Linked DNA regions of Mus musculus: all the other regions are linked to region 1. The links are chromatin contacts, called in public promoter capture Hi-C maps. All regions are on one chromosome and are shown on one strand. Each heading gives the region's core, a stretch centred on a gene start, on an enhancer-like site or on the middle of the called end of the contact. The rest is flanking DNA. Distances are from core to core; before and after follow the strand shown. Region 1 holds the start of Apcs (serum amyloid P-component). Region 2 holds the start of Crp (C-reactive protein, pentraxin-related). Region 3 overlaps Gm35601 (a long non-coding RNA gene).

Region 1 (3,166 bases), core at 13-2,512:
TCTCTCCCATGGCCAATCTCTGCTACATGAGTCCCTCCATGTGTATTCTTTGGTTGGTATCCCCCTGGTTTATAACTTGATTTTTCTAGATACTGAAACAGCAATTATCAAAAGACATAGAGCCAAGAGAAAGCGTTTGACATTATGTCAAGCAGCAAAACAATACAGGTGGAATTGGAGAGGATTTTTATTTGGCAGATATGTATACAAGATGTTCACAAAGAAGAAAAAGCTCCAGATAGAGTGAATTCTGCTGCCTTGACCTCTTACACATCGGCCATCTGATGTCCATGAGGTTTTGTTGTAAGATCTCAATCCCAGACACGGGGCCTGATGACTACGTAGCCATTTATTTCATAGTTAAGAGCCTGCCAATTCAAAATATTAGGATTGACAGGGGAATCTCTGTACACAAATAGAATGTCTTGTGGGGTCAGCACATAGTCCCACATGTATAAATCTGAAAACTCTCCTACAAAGGACTGTGACCTTTGAAACCCTCCTCCGTAGTTATCCTGCTCCTGTCCCAGGACTATACTGGGTGGGGCTTTCACAGTGTATTCCCTCTGCAGAGACTTTTTTACCCAAGGCTTTCCATTGACCCAAAATTCAACAATGCCAGAGGAGGACTCCCAAGTGGTACATAGGTGTACTGGAGAAAGGTATTCTTCCATACCACGGACTGTGACTTTTGATTGTCCGATGTATAGGCTGTATTCTCCAACTTTTTCTTTATAAATTAGTAGCTCATTGTCTCTGCCCTTGACACTGTAGGAGAAAAGACTCTGAGAGCGGGAAAGGTCACTGTAGGTTCGGAAACACAGTGTAAAATTCTGCAGAGGTTTCTCTAGATGTGGGATCAGCTTCACATGATCAGTTTCAGATTCTCTGGGGAACACAAATACTTTCCTCTTGAGGTCTGTGAGATAAAATAAGAAATATAATGCATTTCAACAAATTCAGACAAACAATATCTCAGATTCATCTTTTCTCATTTTATGCTCCCTGACAGCAGCCAAAGCTTCTTACCTGTCTGACAAAAGGCTTCTGAAAGAAGGCTGGTGAAGACAAACATCCAAAGCAGTAGCTTGTCCATGCTTGGTCCAGGGTATGACAGCAGCAGCTGTTACTTGGGTGTGGAACAAAAGTGTGGTGTCTGCCTATGCTTTTCAGATTTCAGGTTTTGTATGTACCTTGGATGACAATGAAGGGTGGAGAGAAGTAATACCATGTGAGGTACTCCCAGATCCTCCTTCGTTCTGCTAATAATTAGAGCTGTTGTTAGAAAATAAATGATTAGCCCCTGTGCTGGGAAATCAATAACAGTTATTCATTAGACACGAGCCAGTGCTAGAGCTCTAACCCCTGTGACCCAGATTTCATTGCTGGGAAGGGAAGAGCTGCAAATCTTCAAGGTCCTACAGATAGAACAAGAGACCAGGTTGGTCACATGAGTTCTCCATTCTGCAGCTGGGTCTCTCTCTCATGACCCTGTGCTTTCCTAGAAGAAGATATGGGAACAGGGTGATAACATACCTATTAAAGTTAAGTGAAGTGGTCTTTTCTGTGTAGATCATTCTAGAGTTCTATCTTCTGCCAAGCACCCTAAAAAAATTTAGTTGTCTCTTTGATTTTGATTACTCAAATACTGAGTAACATATCCAGGCATTACAAAGAGGATAGAGACAGTTGAAGTACAATCCTTCTGTTTGCCCCGGAGAATGCTAGTTTTCTACAACTATTACTCAGCTGTCCCTTATTTTATGAGTCATGATGCTTTCTTAAACTTGCTCATTTCTCATTATGACTACTTGGTTTTGGTGGCATATGCACCTGCTGAAATGTCAGCATCTTCCTGTTTTCCACTCTTTCCTTTGAACCCTTGGGCGTTAAGGGATACCTTTGCTGATGACCTCATTGTTGCAATATGCTCACATTTGTACACTCATTCCCAGGCTCATTAGGTGTGGAGATTAGGTGGGGGCCAACTCTTTTACAGTACTGATGAACTTCATACCTATTTTTCTCTCCTGCTAATTTAAAACTCAACCTTTATTAATCACCACTCAAACCTGCTCAGCTTCTAAGACATCAAGCTGATCCCCCCCTTTCTGCTTGCTTGATTTTCTTTCTCACCTCTAAAGTCTATGGAATCTTTATTACCATTCTTTTTGTCTAGCTTCTTATTATTTACTTTCTTTCCTCTCAGCTCATCTCGGGTTAATTAGGCTTTTCAATGACACAAAAACTACCGTGGGTAATCATTTTCTCCAATTCTGCTTTCATTATCTTTCAAATCCTCATCTCTGGGCATTTTTTTAAAATCTATTTTTTTTCATAATCTAAGCTGAATCTCAGGTTGTGAAGCCTTATATAACTTGCAAAGTATGAGTGAGGACTAGAGCTAGTTGAAGTTACACATCATATTATTTCATGCATTTTAAATACTGATCCTTCTTCTTGGAAGTCCATGCAATCTCCAGTATTGCTCCCCCTTGCCTATAATCTCTGAATCAATCTTTTTTTCCACTCAAACACCTCTATTTGTTACTCTTTACTTATGAATTGCATCCTGGCTTTGTTACTTCTGTTCATTGCCTTGAAGTTCTCTATGATCCTTCTCTTTTTATGCAAATCCTAAATGTTCTTCAAAATGAACCTCAAAAGTGATCTGCTTTGTAAGACTTTTCTAATTGACCAACTACATATGATTTTCACTTGTTTTGGACTCTTAAAATTATCTTAGTTATTTTTCTAAAAATTCTATTTTTTGAATTTTTACCTAGCCTTTACGTGGCTGCTGGGCTTATGAACTCAGGTTCCTGTGCCTGAGTATCAGCTACTATATCCTCTGAGTCATCTCCACAGCTCCAGGCTGAGCTTTTTTTCCCCTTATAGTTTAGTAACAGCACAAAGTTTAAGATAATTGAGTAAAATGTCTAGAAAATTCTATAAGTAGGAACCAAGGGGAGCTTTACTATGAACCCAGGGAATATGTAATTCCAGGTTTAGATGTTAATCAGTGAATACCATAAAATTCAGAGACTAGGTTAACCAGTTGCATATAGTCTTCATCATAAATTAATAAATTGCCATTCTATCAGCAAAAAGGTTTCAGATATCTGTGTAGAACGGAATCTTTTTAATTAATGATGAATCCATAGAG
Region 2 (2,906 bases), core at 152-2,651, 200 kb before region 1:
AAAATTTAAGACTGCATATTCTTTAAATGAGTATTTGTGTATATGATAGTCAAGGGTTAAAACAATGGCTTTATGATAGTATTTACTGGTTCAACCTATTGAGTTGCTGTGTCAACCTCTGCTTGCAGCTTGTTAAGGAAAGGTGATTCCCTCCCTTTCCCTCTCCCCCTCCCCCTCCCCTCCCTCTCCCCCTCCCTTCCCCTCTCCCTCTCCCCCCCTCTCCCCCTCCCCTCCTCCCCTCTCCCCCTCCCCTCCTCCCCTCTCCCTCCCTTCCCCTCCTTCTCCCTTCCCCCTCCCCTCTCTCCCCTCCTCCTCCCCCTCCCCTTCTCCCTCTCCCTCTCCCATCAGTCCTAACCAGAGGACAAGGAAGTAGTAAAAGGGAAGCCTTGTATCTTCACTATAAAGGATACAACCTAGAGAATGTCTCTTTTCTGTCCAAATCTCATTCTGACCTATAGCTGATGCTGAGAAATTGACTTTGTTAGGATGGGAATGCATCTAACTAAAAATGGAATTACTGAATGAATGGTTCTCTGCTTCAGGGGATACACTATTTTTCTCTAATTTCTCAATTAGAGGGCAACTCATGAATGGAATGAAAGAATGGATGAGCTTGTGCGGGGTTCAGAAGCAAGGCCAAGGAGCATGGTATTCAACTAGAAGACTGAGGTAAGCAGAGAACTGCTTAACTGTTGCTAGGCAGTGTGGAGGGACTTCTTAGACTCTGAACAAAAGAAGCAAATGCTGACTATCCTGCCTCCTCCCTGAAGCTTCCACATTATAAAAAAGAAACAAAAAAACAAAAAAACCCCCCAAAAACCCCCAAAACCCAAAACCCCCAAACCAAAAAAAACCCAAAACATCAAACAAACAAAACCCAGTCTGTTACACAAGATTGTGACCAATGGTACATTTGGGATAGGACAGGTGTTCCATTCAGTCAAAGGTCTCTGATAAGTCTAGGCAGTTGGCCAGGGAAAGTTTGTTCTTGGTACTGGGAATGGAATGCTTGTTTTCTTCATTTCCCAATATGGAAAAGAGCAGCTTCCAGGACAGGTTAGCAGACACTGGAGATGCAGCCATCATATGCACACACACAAGTGCTCATCTATTAAGCTAAAATTTCCCATTATTTTTCTCAGTAGAGCTAGGCCAAGTGGAGCCTTGGGAAGCTTTCTCATTTTTCCTGTCACACAGAAGCTGGTGATTCAGGGGTCACAGGAGTTTGTAATAAATAACCCACATTGATTTCTCTGTTCTAGAATGATTTTTTTTTTGCTTCTCTTTCTCCCAGTGGTCTGACGTTTACCCCAAGAGGCAGTGTTAGGAAATCATTTACAAAGTGGTTCAGCCCCTCCATCTGCTATAGTTATAAATCTGAGGATGGGCTGGGCCCGAGGCAAGCGTTCCAGGACTCCTTGTCCTTGATCTTTCAGACAAAACACTGTCCTCTTAGTCCAGATCCCAGCAGCATCCATAGCCATGGAGAAGCTACTCTGGTGCCTTCTGATCATGATCAGCTTCTCTCGGACTTTTGGTCATGAAGGTAGGAGCTATCATAAAGATCTTTTCCCTATGGGAGAATGGTCGGAACTTAATATTTTGCATAAGGAATCAAGGATCAGGATCAGGGTAGCTGTGTATTTATGTAACCTGGGAGAGGACCAGATGACCCTTGATCCCAAACTCTACCTGTAAGGGAGGAATAAGTCTTCATTATCTGAGAAACTACTTACTTTCTTGGTTTTCTGTTTCACAGACATGTTTAAAAAGGCCTTTGTATTTCCCAAGGAGTCAGATACTTCCTATGTGTCTCTGGAAGCAGAGTCAAAGAAGCCACTGAACACCTTTACTGTGTGTCTCCATTTCTACACTGCTCTGAGCACAGTGCGCAGCTTCAGTGTCTTCTCTTATGCTACCAAGAAGAACTCTAACGACATTCTCATATTTTGGAATAAGGATAAACAGTATACTTTTGGAGTGGGTGGTGCTGAAGTACGATTCATGGTTTCAGAGATTCCTGAGGCTCCAACACACATCTGTGCCAGCTGGGAGTCTGCTACGGGGATTGTAGAGTTCTGGATTGATGGGAAACCCAAGGTGCGGAAAAGTCTGCACAAGGGCTACACTGTGGGGCCAGATGCAAGCATCATCTTGGGGCAGGAGCAGGACTCGTATGGCGGTGACTTTGATGCAAAGCAGTCTTTGGTGGGAGACATCGGAGATGTGAACATGTGGGACTTTGTGCTATCTCCAGAACAGATCAGCACAGTCTATGTTGGTGGGACACTCAGCCCCAATGTTTTGAACTGGCGGGCACTGAACTATAAAGCACAGGGTGATGTGTTTATTAAGCCGCAGCTGTGGTCCTGACCTACTGTTGTGAGCCCTGAAGCACCTCCTGGGATTACATTCTCTCCCTTGTCTCGGGTTATGAACCTTTTAGCCCCAGCAGATGTTGTAGGTCTGTTCTGTGAATATGGCCTTTCACTTCTCTGCTTTGTGGTCCTCAGCACTAGAGCACGGAATTTAAATGGAAGGCTTCCAGCATAAGCATCCCACTAGGACTCTACCAAAGAGAATCTGACTTACCCATGGTTTTATATATATATATGTAAATATCCATATATATATATATAATTGAAAAAATTTCAGACATAATTCTTCTCCCTCACATAGATGAAAAAATAGATGCACAGAAAGGAGAATAATTTTTTATTGTTTTTGTTTTATAATGTCATCTTGAGTGCTGTATTTACATACTTTCTATCCCTCCCTCTTCAGATCCTTTCCTATCCTTCCAAATTCTCTCTCAAATTCATGATGTCTTATTATTAGCCTTATGCATATATACATATGCATAATACCTATCATCTATCAATCAATCAATCAATCAATCAATCTAT
Region 3 (2,787 bases), core at 225-2,724, 240 kb before region 1:
GATTTCTTTTTCCCTTGGCAATGAGAGATCACTTACTGCTGGGGGAATCCTGTAGGCTTTGGATGATACGTCAGTGGCTCATGGCTAAGCACAGAGGGTAAGTAAGCTAACATGGTGTAGACAGTTGGAAAGAAGATAAGGTGAAGGGAGGAGTTCTTAGTCGCAGTGAATTTAATACTGGGAATTTTCGGCACCATGGCATTTGGCGGGGAAGATATTTTGGGCAGTGGGGATTGGGATATGTCTCCAGTTACACCATATGAGGAGTTGCTTACTCTTCTGTTTATGGGTCCAGGCTTGTCTGTCTAGGGGCATGTGATCTGCAGGTGTTGATGGGAAGGTCAGAGGGAGGAGGGGAGTGAGCAAGAGGCAGACAGGGAGAGAGAGAGAGAGAGAGAGAGAGAGAGAGAGAGAGAGAGAGAGAGAGAGAGAGAGAGAGAGAGAGAGAGAGAGAGAGAGAGAGATGAAAGCTTTCCTAAGGCTGACTGCTCAGGGAACTTAACACCTCGGAGTATGTTCTAAAGGAACTGCTCAAGACCTTTTATTAATGCATAGCTTTTCACCTTTGGCACAGAGGAGAAAGCTCTGGAAGATGTTCCACAGCACTGCACCAGCACTGTGCAGGAAACATCTAAGGAGCTCGCTGGCACACTCAGTGTCTTGTTGGGCAGCCTTTCCTACCGCTTCTTTACGACCACAGAAAGCTGCTGTCCTGTGGAATGGTAAGCCCAACCACACTTTAGAGTAGAGGTGTGCCAGTTCTTTCCAGCAACTGATGGATTTGTTACCATTAGTATACGGTAGCTCTCCAGAAATTCTGCAATTGCCTCTTGAAACAGGAAAACCTGAGGTCATGTGGGCAGGGTATTGCTAATGGGGTGAAAACTTTTCCGGACCATTAAAACCAGTTCCTGTCACTTGCCTTTAAGTAAAAGTTTAAACAAACCTCTGTTCTGTGTTAGGAAAACCAGAATCAATACCCGATTACAGCAAAGTTCAATGTCATTCGGCCTGATTCCACCGACCTCCGAAAATCCACAAGGGGCAGGAGCTGAAATTGATGACCCTGAAGTCTCCAACTCAGAATCCAACTTCTTGGGCTGCTACCCATAGGCTTTGAATGGCATTAATCAGCAATAATCACAGTTGCGGTATTAACATTGCACAGTGCCAGATAGCTCATAAATCATTTCCAATATAAATATCATTTCATCTTCATAGAAACCCCACGAGGTGATTATTACTCTTTTACAGAGGAGAAAACTGAGGCTTAAGATAACGTTAGCATGTTATCCCATATCTCAGGGGAGTGGGTGTCTGTGGTGTGTTTAGATCTGGCCTTCGTGATCTAAGTCTGTGCCATTGGGGCAGAGTCCAGAGATCAGAGTCCGGATTGGGGGTGTGAGGGAGAACGTGAGATGGCACAGGAGGTAAAGCCTGGTCATCTAGGAATAGGCAGTCCGCAGCCCAGGACAGCCTTTCTCAGCCCTCTCTTTGCCCAGCAAGGTAATGCGAGCACCGGAGACCTTTGTATCTAGAATTATGTTCAACACCGCCGACTTTCGGGTGAGAAAGCAAAGGTGCAGAGGTTTGTTGTTGTTCAAAGATTCAGAGAGCAGCCTGGAGATAAGGCTCGTATTGCTGCCCATTTTTCTGCCCTCAGAATGGAATTTTGGCCACTCTACCTGGGTGCTTTTCCAGCCTTGCGTTCTGTTCTCTTGACGAGGAAGCAACGTGTTTACAGTGGAAGATGATGGGGCACGTCATAGATAAGCGAGCTAATAATAACATTTGCTACGATTCACCAAGCACCTGTGAAACCCTGCCGCAGACACTCCATAGGCAGGCTCTGTAATTTTCACCGGAACTTTGCAAAATCTGTATTGTTGTTGTGTGGAGAGGTGGGGGCCAGGGGTGGAGAGGGATTAGCCAAATGAGATTGAGTTCATGATTTTCCCACTGTCCAGTGTAACCTCTGCAATAATTTCTCCCTTGTCCTAGAAAACCAAAACCTCTGATTTTTTTTTACACCGTCAAGTATCAGTCTTAGAATTCATTAAAATTCAAATCGTCTGTATTTATTCCTAGAACTATATTTGATTAAAAAGGGAGATAAGAGAGATGATTCAGTTATCGCCTCTAAACAGAGACCTCAGAGGTCTTGATTAATAAGTATATATTTTTAATTGTGAAGAAAAACCAATAGTTTTTTTAAAAAAAGAACTACAAATTAAAGTAATATGTTTAAATAATTAAGAAAAAAAATTAGTTTTTTGAACCCCAGTTCCTCTGGAGTGCCAGGGCAGATGGAGCTGTGATTGCTCTTTCACATTAAATAGTCCTTCCCTCCAGATAATGCCTGTAGGAGAGGCAGGCATAGTCATTTTTACATTGTAGTTGCTCTAATACAATTCTATCTGCTCAGCATCTGTGAAATAGCTAAGAAAGTTTCTCTCTCTCTCACACACACAGACACACAGACACACAGACACACATACACACACACAGACACCCACACATACAGGAACACACAGACATATAAACACACACATATGCACACACACATACAGAAACACACACACATATGGAAACACACACACAGACACACACAGACACACACAGACAGACAGACACACACACAGACACACACACACACACACAAACAGACACCCACACATACAGGAACACACAGACACATAAACACACACATATGCACACACACATACAGAAACACATACACATATGGAAACACACACAGACAGACACACAGAGATGCACACACACACA

What was found. Promoter capture Hi-C pulls out the DNA fragments that hold promoters and counts their contacts.
Region 2: a contact with region 1 is called in a promoter capture Hi-C map of liver, with 6 times the contacts expected there. The contact joins the promoter of Crp here to the promoter of Apcs in region 1. A contact is called at or near these places in 2 of 39 promoter capture datasets (both in liver) and 2 of 9 other capture datasets (liver and pancreatic islet).
Region 3: a contact with region 1 is called in a promoter capture Hi-C map of liver, with 6 times the contacts expected there. The contact joins the enhancer-like site here to the promoter of Apcs in region 1. A contact is called at or near these places in 7 of 39 promoter capture datasets (cranial neural crest, embryonic stem cells, frontonasal cranial neural crest and 3 more), 1 of 15 datasets of contacts at CTCF or cohesin (large pre-B cells), 5 of 484 Hi-C or Micro-C datasets (cortical neurons and liver), 2 of 115 datasets of contacts at active chromatin or transcription factors (large pre-B cells and liver) and 2 of 9 other capture datasets (adipose tissue and pancreatic islet).

What each region holds. Positions count from the first base shown.
Region 1 is chr1:172,893,792-172,896,957 of GRCm38.p6, forward strand. It overlaps Apcs (serum amyloid P-component), which reads right to left and starts at 1,263. Exons shown (of 2, transcript NM_011318.2): 1 at 1,030-1,263; 2 at 170-919. The coding sequence starts at 1,096. The coding sequence ends at 312.
Region 2 is chr1:172,696,655-172,699,560 of GRCm38.p6, forward strand. Crp (C-reactive protein, pentraxin-related) reads left to right here and starts at 1,402. Exons shown (of 2, transcript NM_007768.4): 1 at 1,402-1,546; 2 at 1,760-2,906. The coding sequence starts at 1,483. The coding sequence ends at 2,373.
Region 3 is chr1:172,650,852-172,653,638 of GRCm38.p6, forward strand. It overlaps Gm35601 (a long non-coding RNA gene), which reads left to right. Exons shown (of 5, transcript XR_001779542.2): 3 at 1-97; 4 at 575-722. Among named protein-coding and RNA genes, the nearest start is that of Gm35601, 19 kb to the left of the region's middle. Within about 2 kb of position 1,475, at least 12 of the 459 cell types and tissues checked have an H3K27ac peak or open chromatin away from gene starts, as enhancers often do. A contact at or near this core is called in liver and pancreatic islet, where this site is marked.